Regions from separate parts of the Mus musculus genome. Here regions 2 and 3 are each linked to region 1. Evidence: chromatin contacts called from public HiChIP or PLAC-seq data. All regions are on one chromosome and are shown on one strand. Each heading gives the region's core, a stretch centred on a gene start, on an enhancer-like site or on the middle of the called end of the contact. The rest is flanking DNA. Distances are from core to core; before and after follow the strand shown. Region 1 overlaps Nckap5l (NCK-associated protein 5-like). Region 2 overlaps Lima1 (LIM domain and actin binding 1). Region 3 overlaps Lima1 (LIM domain and actin binding 1).

Region 1 (4,827 bases), core at 862-3,361:
CAGCGGGGGCGCCCCCGGGCTGGAGACCTCAGAATCCCTAAGTGACTCCCTCTATGACTCGCTATCCTCCTGTGGGAGTCAGGGTTGAGGGACCGCACCCACTACAGTTCCTCTGGAGCTAGGGACCCTCAACGACCTGCTTCCGCGCTCCACGCCCCACGCCTTTGGGCCGGTGAAGCTTGACCTGAAGGGACCAAGGAGAAAGAGGATAAGAAGGCGATGGGGGGTCCCTGGCGTATGCCACTGCTGCTGTGGATGCGACAACCATGCTCAGCTCAGGGAGAGACCTCATCCCCAGTCCCTTGACTCCCCCAGAGTAAGGCTCTGCTCTACGGGACCGGGGGCTCCAGGCTGCTTTGTCCCAGCTCCCACTTCAGGCCGAGCCATCTTGCGGTGCTAGGCTTCCTGCCCGCCAGCTGTGCCACCTCTGCCCAACCTGGCTGCAACCCTGCCCCAAAGCCCCCATGGGGCTGATTTTGGAAGCCCCAGGCTTATGGAGTTTGGGGGTGAGGGGGACAAGTCGCCTTCACTCTGCCCTGGTCCTCCCTGCTGTCTGAATGGTGCTGCCTCCCTTCCCCACATCGTGGGGTCTGTTTGTCTGTCTTCATCTTTGTTTTTATATATATATATATATATAAGCGCCTGGCCCAGTCCCCACCCCTACCCGCACTGCGGTTAATTTATCTGTTGTTGAAAAGCAGCCCTGCTTCTGCAGCATCCCTAATAAAACGTGGAGGCCTCTCCCCACCGTGACTGTTGTGTGGCAGCCCCCCCTTTGTGCTTGCTGGCTTCTCTATAATCCTTCGGGTGGACTGGTGGGTAGGTCCAGGGACCCTCGGGTGCTCTAATGAGGCTCTGTGCCCTTCCCCTGGAGGAGCTGGCTAGAAGGTGACTTACAGTGACCTGTGTAGATCTGAAGCCCAGAGGATGTCACTGACCAGAGGGCACACAAGGCCATGCAGCCTTGGTGAGAAAGATGGGGAAGAGGCCTGTGATCATGCGCTCAAACCTCTCTATGCTCCAGGTTGGGGACTGGCCAGTTCGGAGCAGTCCCACTGGCTTTATATATAGACACGGGACAGTCAGTGACTACCCAGGCCGAGAGGGGAAGAGCCTGAGAGGACTACCCTCACACCGGCACACTATGCTGTCTCTCAACTCACTTCCTCGTGCTTTATAAACCATCTCTATATGACTCGGGAGCACTAGAAGCCAAGGATATTTATCACCAGAGCTGGCGTTCCTAAAAAAACCTATCACTACAAACCTTGGTTTTCCTCATCTGTATATTAGACTGAGAGGCCAGGTGGCCCCGCCCCATCAGCAGCCTGAGGCCAGGTGGCCCCGCCCCTGTTCTCCTTCACGCTCTACGCTCCGCCCACATCTGCCATCTTCCCTTAGCTGACGCCATCACTGAAGAAATTAACAAGACCAGAACAGGGTCTGACAATGCAGTTTTGTCCCTGCCCCTTCCTAGGTGTACTAACGGAAGTCTGCATCTTGGTTTCTGACCAACTCCTGACTGGTTTCTTGACCTGTTATTGCCCTAAGCCTGATGCATTACATCATTTCCTGTTAGAACTGCGTTGGCCTCCTAGATCCCATTCCTTCCTGGAAAGGAGTTTGGCATGGTGGGCTTTCATCTTCACTTCAAAGCTAAGACCAAAATCCATGTTCTCGACAGGGTCTGCTCAGTATGCTAGGAATTTGAAAATACCAGGTGCCACCTCGGTCCCTGGGTCAGAATGAGTTGACTGGAGAAATGTCCCAGGGCAGGATAGGCTGCAGGAACCATAGTGGTCCCGGGAGGCAGCCCTGCCCACCATGGTCAGCCATAGCCCACATGACAATCTCCCCCTCCCCCAACTCCTGCCTGATCCCAGTCAGCCATAGCCCACATGACAATGGCCCCCCTCCCCGGACCCAGGGCTCGGTTCCAACTGAAAGAATTTGAGGGCGGGAGCATGTGGGTTTATTGATACTCCAGGGAGCCCGGTTTCTTGGCGCTCAAGGAAAGCTTTGCTGAAAACCTCCTTGATCATGGCTGGGGCAGAACACTTGGTGTCTCGGTTTGCAACAGCTGCTTGTAAAGTTACTGTGACCTCACTCTCCTCAAGAACAATGGGCGAATGTTCATGTAAGACCTCAGCCGGGTTTCCCAAACACAGGAAGTTCAGACTGCCAGACAGCTGCCCTCCCCCAAAAGGCCAAAGCCAAAAGGCGGGAAAGAGGCGGGCTCCGCACACTGGCACCTCTCCTTTTGCAGGAAGCCCCCCGCCCCCACCCCTCCCTCCGCGACACCCACACACACAAAGAAAAAGAAAAAAAAAATAGCCTCTCTAAGGCTGCCAGGGGTTTATTTTATTTCCTTTTTTCTACTTTTCCCCCCCACAAATAGTATGTTTTGTTTCCTTTAAAAAAAAAAGTTTAAAAAAAGAAAACATGCTCTGTAGCAAACCCCAGCTCTAGATCCCCGCCCTTATTCTCTGGGGTAATTCAAGTGTATAAATAAATCTCTTAAAGCCAAAAGTTCACGGTAAGTACTTGTGGGGTCGTCTGTGATTTTAGGGAAGGGGACCAGCTGTTTTTTAAAGATTTATTTATTATTATATCTAAGTACACTGTAGCTGTCTTCAGACACACCAGAAGAGGGAGTCAGATCTCATTAGGATGGTTGTGAGCCACCATGTTGCTGGGGTTTGAACTCAGGACCTTTGGCTCGGAAGAGCAGTCAGTGCTCTTAACCACTGAGCCATCTCTCCAGCCCCGGGGACCAGCTTTTTAAAAACGTTTTAATTATTAAAGACCTACAAATCTGGGTTGATTCACAGCCCTCTGTCCAGTTTCAGGGTACGGTTCTTGCTTGTGGGAACATGAACCCTAGTTTCAAATAGCTGGCACCTACATAAAAGCCAGGCTTGAAGGTGTGTGTCTATAACCTCAGCACTTGGGGGTGGGGGAGGGGGCCAAGCCAGGTGGATATCAGGACTTGATAAGTAGCCAGTTGGGTCAAATGGTAAATCGCAGGTTCAATAATAGATTGTCATAAGAAGAAAGCAAGGCCCAGCGTGCTAGCACTTAGGAGGCAGAGGCAGGCAGATCTATGAGTTCTAGGACAGCCTGGTCTTCAGGGTGAGTTCTAGGACAGCCAGGCCTACACAAAGAAACCCTGTTTCCAAAAAAAAAAACAAAAAACAAAAACAAAAAAGAAAGAAATGGTCTTTTGGAAGCCAGGTGTGAGGTGTTGACACTTTGGCATCAGCATCTGGGAGGCAGGAGGCCAGGCCTTCCTGAGCTGCAGAATGTAGTAGCCTCAGCTACAGAAGACCCTGTTTCAAAAACAGTCAGACCCCTGTACAGACTCAGGGGTAAAAGGCCCTTGCCACCAAGCCTGACTCACTTCTCCAGGCCCACATGGTGGAAGGAGAGAGCAGACAGCCATCGGTTGTCCTCTGACTTCTGTGTGCTACGTACTTGCTCACACATAAATATATTTAATTAAAATAAAATATGTAAGTATATATGTTTTATAAGAATATATGGGGCTGGACAGATGGATGGCTCAGTGGTTAAGAGCATTGCTCTTCCAGAGGTCCTGAGTTCAATTCTCGCAGCAACCACACTGTGGCTCACAACCATCCGTAATGGGGTCTGATGTCCTCTTCTGGTTTGTGAAGACAGTGACAGTGTACTCACATAAAATAAATAATATCTAAATAAAAAATATAATATATATTTATAAGAAATATATAGAAGCCAGGCATAGTGGTGCACACTTTTAATCCCAGCACTTGGGAGGCAGAGGCAGGCAGATTTCTGAGTTCGAGGCCAGCCTGGTCTACAGAGTGAGTTCCAGGGCTGTGGTGGTCTACACCTCTAATCCCTGGTCTACCTCACAAGTTCCAGGACAGTCAGGGCTACACAGTAAGACCCTGTCCAAAAGAGAAAAGAAAGTAATGTGGTCTTAGTATTTTTAAGACTTTAGTTTGGATGCTTATTAGTTTTTTGAGACACAGTCGTGCTATGTAGCTCAGGCCTGACTCAGACTTGCCATTCCCCTGCCTCTGCTTCACCAGTGTGAGGCTCACAGGTGTGTATCACTAAGTTGTGTTTCTGAAGCGATGGCTTGTGTGAATGTTTCCAGTGTGGTATCATCTTGTCACTCTGCCACCTCAGGGGCAGCCATGTTTACAGTTTGCCCAGCAGACACTTTAAGCCTTTGATTTCATCCCTTAAGGGTAGAGGATGTGGGGGGGTCACCACAGATGGAGTTTTGGGGATACTTCCATCCCATCTTCACGGGGCTGGAGCCAGTGGAGGACGGAGGATGGGCGTCTCTGACACCAGACTTCAGAGAAAATGGGTTTTTGTGAGAGAGTATAGCAGGGGCACACACTGGTTTCAGGTCGAGAAAAGGAAAGTTGTAGGCTTAACCCAAGGGAAGCATTGCTGATGGGGGAACTGGGGTGGCGAGTGGAGGGCCAGTGGCGGTGATCTCTGGCTCCAGGGATAATACATAAGAACACTCACCCTTGACAGTGCGCCAGCACTACCTCGGGCGGCCATGTGTGTGGATACTCAGCTAATCCTCTATACAACCTCTTCATGTGGGTGATCCTGTTACCCGGGTCTGATAGGGTAGGGAGAGCCAGAACGTTTAAAACGTTAAAGCCTGTGTATAGATCAGCCGTGATTCAAGCCCAGACACGCCGGCTCCAGAGCACACTCAAAACGACACCAGATAACACTGGGGGGACTGAAGTGAGAGGACGGAGAGTTCCAAGCCAGCCACAACTACAAAGCCAGAGCAAGACCCCGCCCCACCCC
Region 2 (4,827 bases), core at 1,369-3,868, 410 kb before region 1:
TATTGATTCTGCTGAGAAGATCAAAATCTGGGTTTTAGTGGCAAGGAGAAAGAAAATGTGTAACTGTTTGACACAGTAGGTTCACTAGAACCTAAAGTTAAGATATTCTTGGTGCCCCTGGGGTGACAGGGTCGCAGAGCTTGCCCTGACTGAGGGAGCAACCTAATTTGGAAAGGTGATCTCAGACTGAATCCCTCTGTCCTTCTGTCCCTGGTGTGTCTTGCAGGCGGTTCTCAGGGACTTCCATATGGCTCCCTCTGTACGGTGGCAGTGTTGTGTCCCTGGCTGGCGCTCAGCTTCTCTCTAGCTGGGGAATTTCGCCCAAGCTCTCTGCTCTGTTCAGTAACCTCTCACCTTACCCCTGCCTGGTCTAACCAGTTCTCATGAGGATTTGAAACTCATTAGAACGTTGAGGGGCGGGGGGAGGTCATATTTGTTAATTCATTCATTCATTCATTCATTCATTCATTTATTGCTGGAATGTATGTACCACATACATTCTGTGTCCTTGGAGATATTGGATCCCCTAGAGTTGGAGTTATGGAGCTATACTGTTTAAGTGGTACAAACGGAGTTTGGGTCCTCTGCACAAACAACAAAAAAAAGTTCTTAACTGCTTCTGCCTGTTTTGGGGTTGTTTTGTTTTGTTTTATTTGAGACAGTTTTTCTGCATAGCCCCAGCTGGCCTGGAGCTCGACCAGGCTCACAAAGATCCATCTGCACATACCACCCCTGCCGTTGTCGGGATTGATGGTCTTAAGAGGATCTTAGAGGTCTCCTTCTCCATAGACTAGTTAACTAGCTCCTCTATATAAAGGTTATAAAGACAGGTTGCACAGATACAAAGGTGGAAGCCCTAAGCCTGTTTAGCCACAAGTGACTTACCAGGCTTCTATTGTGTGTAAGGAGATTCTGGGGTTCGAACCTAATGTCGGGTACGAGCTAAGCACACACTCTTCCACGGAGCAATGTTCTCAGCCGCTGGACTCTAGAAATTCGCATACAGTATTTCTGATCTTTACAAAACCTGCATGGGAGCGGCTTTATCTCTGATTTGTAGTTGAGAAAACCTGCTGGAGTTAACATTTGGGTTTGTCTTATCCCCCCTGGGGCGGTTATCTTAACATGTTGAACTGGTTTGGGGAGATAAATGACATTTAGTTTGTGGATTAGGAACATGGTGGGGACATTCCAGGGGAGCAGAAAATAAAGGCATGGAAATGTGACAGCCAGCCAGGCTGGAGAGGCAGCTCCGAGGCTGAGAGTACAGATTGCTTTTTATAAGACCAGACTTTGGTTCACAGCAGCCTATCAGGTGACACACAGACACCCCTGACTCTAGCACAGAGGACAGCAGGCTCCTTCTAGCCTCTCCAGGCACGCGAGCACGCACACAGTATTATCAATATTAATTGTAAATACAGAAGTGGGGCCAGCCATAAAAATGAAGGGCTGGAGAGATGGCTCAGCGGTTAAGAGCATTAACTGCTCTTCCAAGGGTCATGAGTTCAGATCCCAACAACCATCCATAATGAGATCTGACACCCTCTTCTGGTGTGTCTGAAGGCAGCTACAGTGTACTTATATATAAAATAAGTAAATAAATCTAAGAAAAGGGGCTGGAGAGATGGCTCAGCGGTTAAGAACACTGGCTGCTCTTCCAAAGGTCCTGAGTTCAAATCCCAACAACCACATGGTGGCTCACAGCCATCTGTAATGAGATCTGACGCCCTTTTCTGGTGTGTCTGAAGACAGCTACAGTGTATTTACATATAATAAATAAATAAATCTTTTTTAGAAAATCTTAAAAAAAAAATGAAGGGCTCAGCCTGGATTTCTTTCCTAGGTTTCATATTAAATGGAAACATGCTGCTAATATTACTTTAATACTCACTACATATTCCCAAAGATGGCTATAGGACTATGTTTTTGTTTGTTTGTTTGTGTGACTAAAGAGTTACTTTAAAATAAATAAATAATTAGAGCAGAGCATAGTGTGCACACTTTTAATTTCAACACTTGGGAGGCAGAGGCAGGAGGCGCTCTGTGAGTCTGAGGCCAGCCTGGACTACAGATCGAGTTCCAGGGCAGCCAGAGCTACACAGAGAAACCCTCTCTGGGGCAAGAAAGGGGATTCATCTTATAGTTATGCGTACAGAAGAGTTGTTCCTGGCAACAGAGCCTAAGTCTCAGGCTCTTTATATCTCCACACTTAGCTCTTTATAAATTTATACACTTTTAGATCTCTGCTTTGTAAACCATCGCCCCTGGCATAAGAAAGGTCCTATTAACGGCAGCTTGAAGAGCTTTGGGTTCCCTTCCCTGTGGTTTCAGCATCATATGATTCTTCTCTTGATAAAGGTTAACTGGCAGAGTTTGGTTTCCTGTTTGAATCAATATTTTTGAAGTTAAAGGGAATCTGGCCCTGTTATTTTTGAGTCGTCTTCCCTGAGGTCCTCGGAAGAGCCTCCACTGCCAGTTCTGGAGAGATGGAAGGGCTGAGCCCAGACCCTGCCCTGATGGCGGTTTTGTTTTAGGTTCTGAGTAGATTAGCACTGAGAAGAGCACCCAGCAGCTGACAGAGTTTGAAACCACACCTGCCTAACCTTTGTCCCACTCTGGCCTATAAGGAATTTGTGATTAAAGGTCGGTCACGAGGTTAGTCACATGCTGAGGAACTGGTCAGTCCGGCCCACCGATCCCTCAGCCCCCACCAGTTGTGTCCTCTTCCCCATATCATGGCTCTGGCTGAGCCAGCACCCTTTTACCACTGAATCCCCGTGCTAAAGAGGGTACGGAATTAGGGGTGTGGGGGGGGAGGGGGGCTTATTTAATAACAGCAATGAAAGAGGCTCTCAGACCTTCCTTGATGGCTTCCTCTTTTGCTTCTCTTTGACATTTTTGTGGTGAAATTGTTCTAGAAATAATAAAATAAACCTAACCTTGGGAGTTCCCGTGTTTTCTTCTTTAGGCCCAGAGTTCCTCTCTCTATCCGAAAGCACACAAGCAAGGGTCATCGCTCAGGAACTCTGTTTTCTGGCCTTAGAAATATTTCAGACACTGTGATTATCCTCCAGATAATTTTAGTGTCCTCTGTCAGCTGCCTGCCTCACAGCTGTGGGGAGTGAACAGTTGCAAGATTAGATTCCATATGTGAGGGAGAGGGGATGGGATGGTCATCTGTGGTCCCAGATGACTACCAGAACTCTGGGAAGGGAGTGGCATGAGATTTTAATTATAGAACTCTTTTTTTTTTTTGAGAGCAGGTTTTAATGTGTAGCCCAGGCTGGCCTTGGACACAGATTCTCCTGAGTACCAGAAATTGCATACAGTGCCACCACCCCACACTGGGTCTTGCTTAGAGAATGCCATTGCAAGTGGGTTTTTTTGTTTTTTGTTTTCCCCCTCAACTTGAGTCTTCAAAGTGCCCTTCCCACTTTTCCAAACAAAGTCCGAGGCCTGAATTCTGGCGCTACACTTGAGAGATGGTAAGAAAGTCCAGTGAGGAGCACGTGCCCAGCGCAGGTATGGCCATAGGTTTAATCCTGCACGCTGCAGGAAGGTTGGGTCTCTTGAGCTTCACAGCCTCTGTGGTAGCCTGTGCTACCACACAGAAGAAGGGTCAGTGAAGCCCAGAAGGTGGAGTCTAGCTTGAACCACACAGAGAAACGCCATCTTAAGGAGGAAGAGATGGATCAGTGGTTAAGGACACCAGCTGCTCTTCTAGCAGACACAGGTTCAGTTCCCAACATCCTCTTGGCAGCTGACAACCATCTGTAACTCCAGTCCAAGGGGATCTGATGCCCTCTTCTGGCCTCCTCGGACACCAGGCACCCTAAATGCCAGACAGCATTTAAAAGACAAAAGCAAGCATGATAAGTGCACACTCAGCACTTGGAGGTGGACATAGGCGGAGCCAGCCTGGCCTGCACAGCATGCTGAAGGCCATGAAACCCTATTTCATAAAACAAAACAGAAGCAAACAACCAAAGTATTTGGAATTTCAAGATTTGGACTTCTCTTAGGACAGTGAAGAAAAAGGAGCCTGTGAATATTTATTCAACCAAACTCAGCGTAAGAATAATTCACTGGCTGTGCAGTGATCGAGTCTGGCTCTCTATACTGATTTATTGGTATAATAAACAGAAGATGATTGTCACAGGGTGTGGAAACAAAAGTTCAAGGCCAGGTCTAAGTTCCAGTTTAACTGCAATCTGCTGTGTTTCTCAATTCCTACTAAGGCAGTCTCTTAAGTCCTTTTAGTGCAGTTGGAATGAAATAAATATATATATGTGTGTGTGTATATATATGTATATATGTATGTATATATGTATGTATATATATGTGTGTGTGTGTGTATACACATACATACACACACATATATATGTGTATATGTATATATATATATATTCATACATACATACACACATAGACATTCACCAAAGCACTATTTTCAGTGATGAAAAACTGGAAATAATTTCAAAGACCGTTAAATAACTGAGGTTGAAGTTGATGGTGCTGTTGATCCACTACGGTGTTGTTGCACTACGGTGACGAAGGCAGGAGGATTAGCAAGCACCCTCCAATGCATACCAAGTTTCAAGTGAGCCTGGGCTGCATGAGCAACAGTGGGGAGAAGGAGGTGCTAGCAGTGGTCATGGTGCCAAGTTAGAGTTCTCTTTATCATGGAAGACAACTACCAAGACTAACATCTGTGTCACCAAGTTCCCCTTTGTCCTCCTGTAACCTCTGGCTGTTTCCCACCCTTCCCTTGACATCTCTGCTGGTCCCCTGGTTTTCCTGCCTCTCTGTCCCTTGCCATTCTAA
Region 3 (4,827 bases), core at 1,269-3,768, 380 kb before region 1:
CGCACGGCTGCTTTGGTCGTTTCACTGGTCAGCGGGTTTGCTTGTGACGGGGGTTTGATTTGACCCGAGTTCTAGGAAGAAGAATGCGTTCTTTTAACGTGCCACGTCTGTCTGAAGGATGGCTGTGCAGAGACTGGGATGGTAGGCGTTTTGAGTTGACGGGTTATTTTTTATTTTGTAGAATGAGCTGAAAACCAGTGAAAGCAAAACTCATAAATGGGAACAGAAGGAGAATGTGCCCCCAGGTCCCGAGGCCTGCAGCGTCCATCAGGAAGGAAGCAAGGTAGGTCGGCACGCCGGTGTCCAGTCGCCAGGGAGGCATGTGTTCTAAATTAGGTGGTTAAAATTAGAAAGTCTGACTCTAGGCTGCAGCGTCTAGGAATTTGGTGGCAGCTGCCAGGGCAGATTGTCATTTTTGCAGGTCACATAATTTCAGTTAGGAAGCTTTGCAGTTTATAGCTGACCAAGTAATGAGTCTTCACTGGAAAATTGTTTTGCTCAGCAAATGCCCAGAAAGCAAAAAACTAAAGCCGTTTATAAAACCCTGACCAGAGATGTAATTTTTATTTTTGAAAACTTGTTTGAGATTTACTTTATTGAATGTGTATAATGGTTTGCCTGGTTGTGTGTATGTGTACCGTGTGAGTGGCTGGTGCCCTCAGAGTCAGAGGAGGAGTTACAGATGTGGGTCCGCTGCAAGAACAGCAAAGGCTTTAAACCTTCAATCCATCTCTCCAGCCCTGAGATATTATCTTTAAAGCACCCAGGTATACTTCTTAAATATATACTTAAAGCCGGGCGTGGTGGTGCACGCCTTTAATCCCAGCACTCAGGAGGCAGAGGCCGGTGGATTTCTGAGTTCAAGGCCAGCCTGGTCTACAGAGTTCCAGGACAGCAGGACAGCCAGGGCTATACAGAGAAACCCTGTCTCAAAAAACCAAAATATATATATATTTAAAGGGTTGGGTTTGTGGGTTTTTTTGTCTTTTTTTTTTTTTTTAAAGAATTATTTATTTATTTTTAAGTACATTGTAGCTGTCTTCAGACACTCCAGAAGAGGGCATCTGATCACTTTACAAGATGGTTATAAGCCACCACAAGATGGTTGTGAGCCACCGTGGGGTTGCTGGGAATTGAACTCAAGACCTCTGGAAGAACAGCCAGTGTTCCTAACCACTGAGCCATCTCTCCAGCCTGCTTGTTTTGTTTTAAATTTGTTTTCAGATCTTTGTTGCTCAGGCTTATCTTGAACTTGTACATTCCAGCAGTCCTCCTGCCTCAGCCTTTTAAATCACCGAGACTACAAGCTTTTGACATTACTCTTTAAAAAAAAATTTTTTTTTAATTATTTATTTATTGAGTGCTCTATTTGCATATACACCTGCATGCCAGAAGAGGGCATCAGATTCCATTATAGATGGTTGTAAGACCCCCATGTAGTTACTGGGGATTGAACTCAGGACCTCTGGAAGATCAGACAGTAGTACTCTTAACCGTTGAGCTATCTCTCCAGCCCTTGACAACACTCTTATTTGTTTGGTCTTGGCTTTGCTACAGTAGTGATTAACCCAAGGCAGTGCGCACACTAGGCAAGTGTTCTACTACTGAGTTACATCTCCAGGGCTCACTCGAGGCCGTTTAGAATCCTAGGCGGTTTGTTAAGAAGCATAGGAAATGCAAAGCTTAGAAACTAAAGGCCGGGCCAACCAGTCAGCTTCCCAGAGAAGGGCTGTGCAGGCAAAGCTGAGGACCTGAGTCCAATCCCCAGCACTAGCACCATGGAAGGAGAGATTCAACTCCTGCAAGAGAGATCTGACCTCCCAGTGTGTGCTGTAGTATGTCCTCACTCCACACATATAACAATTAATTAACATAATGGGGGCTAAACGAAAGGCTAAGCCAGGTACAGTAGCAAATACCAGTAACCCTAGAAGCAATGAAGGAAGCAAAGACCAGAGAAGCGTGAGTCTGTTTAAAACAGAAAAATAGCGGGGGCTGGAGAGATGGCTCAGAGGGTAAGAGCACTGACTGCTCTTCCAAAGGTCATGAGTTCAAATCCCAGCAACCACATGGTGGCTCACAACCATCCTTAATAAGATCTGATGCCCTCTTCTGGTGTGTCTGAAGACAGCTACAGTGTACTTAGATATAATAATAAAATAAATCTTTAAAAAAAAAAACAGAAAAATAGCACACAAACCTTTATTCTTATTCAGATTCTCCCTCCCTCCCTCCCCTCTTCTCTCTCTCTCTCTCTCTCTCTCTCTCTCTTTCCCTTCCTCCCTCCCCTCCCCCACTTCCTCCCCAAGCCATGTGGCCTTCATGTGCAGGAACACTATCAGGCTAGCCCTCCAGCATGTTAACTATCAAGAATCATTATGGTAGGTTCCCTGCGAGATGGTAGGGCCAAGGAGTTCAGAGCTAGCTAAACTGACTTCTTCAGGAAAATGGTGTCTGAGCCACGCCTTGAGGAATGTGCAGGAATAGGCCAAGGGTGTGGAGAAGTGGCATTTTAAAAGAAGAAGAAGAAGAATAGACACACGCAGGCATAGCTGAGTGCAGAGACCTGGACTGACCTCTTAGGAATGGCTGTTTGATTGATTTGGCATTCGCGTAAATAGTCAGGAATGAGAGACAGGCAGAAGGAAGAGGCCAGGGCAAGATCTGGAAAAGCCTTCTAGGCCGATCAGACATCGGTGGGAAGGCATGGGGACTGTTTCAGCAAATCACAATTAGAGGGACAACTTAGTTGTAGCAGGTAACAACTTTATGTAGACAGCATACTTGGCAACCATAGACTCCTCAAATCAATGTCAGACTGGGCTGGAGAGATGCCTCCATAGCTAAGAGCACTGGCTGTTCTTCAGAGGATCAGGGTTCAATTCCTAGCCCCCACATAGCAGCTCACAACTGTGTGTAACTCCAATTGCAGGGGAGCCAGCACCCTCTTCTGAACATACATAGTGCACATACATACATGCAGGCAAAGCACTCCTACATAGAAAATAAAAGGATCTTATAATAAGATAAACAATAAACTGTATAAGTGGGCTCTTCTTCTTTCTTTCTTTTTTTAAATGTTTTTGAGACAAGTTCTCTCCCTGTAGTCGTGGATGGCTTGGAATTGCTGGGTAGACTAGGCTAGCCTGAAACTTACAGAGATATGTCTGTCTCTGTCTCTTGACTGCTGAGACTAAAGGTGTAGTTCCCCATGCCTGCCTAGTGAAAGCTGTTTCTCAAATATAACCAGCAGATATGTTTGGAATTTTCCTTATAGTCTGTAAATTAAAAAAAAAAAAAAAATCCGCAGCATTGAAATGCCTCCCTGCTTTGTTACCTAAGGGGCGTCTCTGAAGAAATACTTATCTGGAAAATCATGGTCACGTGGTTTTAATTCTGTGTTTTGTGCTTAATTCCTGATTGTCCTCCTGCTGGTTTGATTTGAAATGAGAACTCTAGGCTGAACGGCAAGATCAGAACATTTTAATTACAGCCTAAAGGAGCACGGGGTGCAGTGAATCATAACTGGGAGAGTGGGTGGGGAGGGAAGGGGCAGAGAACAGATACTCTTCCCGCACGACCTGTGAGTCTGCGAACATGACTGTGTCCAAGTCTGTGGGATTTCAGAGCCTTGGTGCGCACCTCGCCACCACGTGCTAAGCAGTGCCTAAGCACAGTTTTAAACTTCGGTCTGCTGCAAAAGGACTCTGGTGCTATAGGAGCTGTTCTTTAAGAAAGCAAAACAGACACACACACACACACACACAAGTGGGAGGGGGCGATATTTATCCTTTGGGAATGGAAGACTGCCTTGGATCATCTGGAACCGCTACGTGGTTGCTGGAAATTGAGCCCAGGTCTTATGAAGGAGCAGCCAGTGCTCGTAACTGCAGAGCCACCTCTGCAGCCCCAAGGAAACTTTCTTGAAATACCATGCTTTGTCAAGCTGCTATTCTTCCTTCAAGGAGATGTCTGAGCATGGTCTCCGATACTCCTGCCTGGAAGTTTCTGAGTTCATGACCTCTGTCTGCCGGTGGGCAGTGATGTCAGCGTTACGTGTACCCCCACAGGTTCAAGGGGACCGGATTCAAGGGGAGAGAATATCCCAGGAAAGGTGTACCTACAGATTCTCAAGAGCTGAGCATCTTGTTTGGTTTTGGTTTTGGGTCACAGGGTCTCATGTAGCACAGGCTGTGTTAGCAAGGATGACCCTGAATTTCTGGCCCCTCCTCTCTCTGTGGTTTCTCAAGTGTTGAGATTACGGGCATGTGCCAACCTGCCAGCAGGAATGGCCTCTTTATAACCAAGCACGGCTTTCAGAGAAAAGTATTTCATGTCATCAAATGAAATGCTGCATGTGAGGCCATCAGTGCGATACTTGGCATATAGTAAACACTCGCTAAACGTCAACTGTGATTTTTCTGATTTATCCTCTGCCAAGGCAGAATTCCTGTAGTGAAAAGAGACTGGGGGTGGGAGGGGGGGAATGCTGGCATTCAGGTGTGGTCGGCCAGCCACCTAGTCTCCATTGTGAATGTATTCAGCTCATTAAAGACCTTGATATATATATACTTAAAAATAAAAGTGATATATATATATATACACTTTTATGTAAAGTTGATGGCTTCTGAGGAAGAGATATATACCTCTACATAGGGTCTGCTTCTTGTTTAAAAAAAAAAAAAACTGGAAGTTTTTTGTTGGTTTTTATTGTTCTTCCCCAACCTGATCCCACACAGACACACACACACCAACCCCGACCCTTCACCAAGGTATGGCAGTGTTTTGGTCTGTTTTCCCATACACACACACACACACACACACACG

What was found. HiChIP or PLAC-seq counts read pairs in DNA pulled down with a chosen protein or histone mark.
Region 2: an H3K27ac HiChIP or PLAC-seq map of embryonic stem cells shows a contact between it and region 1, with 6 times the contacts expected there. The contact joins two enhancer-like sites. A contact is called at or near these places in 1 of 39 promoter capture datasets (pre-B cells) and 1 of 115 datasets of contacts at active chromatin or transcription factors (embryonic stem cells).
Region 3: a contact with region 1 is called in an H3K27ac HiChIP or PLAC-seq map of embryonic stem cells, with 7 times the contacts expected there. The contact joins two enhancer-like sites. A contact is called at or near these places in 1 of 39 promoter capture datasets (cranial neural crest), 5 of 484 Hi-C or Micro-C datasets (the G1E-ER4 cell line, cerebellum, embryonic stem cells and 1 more) and 2 of 115 datasets of contacts at active chromatin or transcription factors (embryonic stem cells and stem cell-derived neural progenitor cells).

The regions. Positions count from the first base shown.
Region 1 is chr15:99,417,960-99,422,786 of GRCm38.p6, reverse strand. Nckap5l (NCK-associated protein 5-like) reads left to right here. Exons shown (of 13, transcript NM_001001884.1): 13 at 1-753. The coding sequence ends at 88. Among named protein-coding and RNA genes, the nearest start is that of Nckap5los, 12 kb to the left of the region's middle. RefSeq lists an enhancer at 1,230-2,833. Within about 2 kb of position 2,111, at least 174 of the 459 cell types and tissues checked have an H3K27ac peak or open chromatin away from gene starts, as enhancers often do. A contact at or near this core is called in embryonic stem cells and palatal mesenchyme, where this site is marked.
Region 2 is chr15:99,833,187-99,838,013 of GRCm38.p6, reverse strand. The region is part of intron 2 of Lima1 (LIM domain and actin binding 1); the gene reads left to right. Gm17057 (a long non-coding RNA gene) reads right to left here. Exons shown (of 2, transcript XR_384452.3): 2 at 1,993-3,835. Among named protein-coding and RNA genes, the nearest start is that of Gm17057, 18 kb to the right of the region's middle. Within about 2 kb of position 2,618, at least 66 of the 459 cell types and tissues checked have an H3K27ac peak or open chromatin away from gene starts, as enhancers often do. A contact at or near this core is called in embryonic stem cells, where this site is marked.
Region 3 is chr15:99,797,567-99,802,393 of GRCm38.p6, reverse strand. Lima1 (LIM domain and actin binding 1) reads left to right here. Exons shown (of 11, transcript NM_001113545.1): 7 at 182-283. Among named protein-coding and RNA genes, the nearest start is that of Gm25897, 3.1 kb to the left of the region's middle. Within about 2 kb of position 2,518, at least 42 of the 459 cell types and tissues checked have an H3K27ac peak or open chromatin away from gene starts, as enhancers often do. A contact at or near this core is called in embryonic stem cells and palatal mesenchyme, where this site is marked.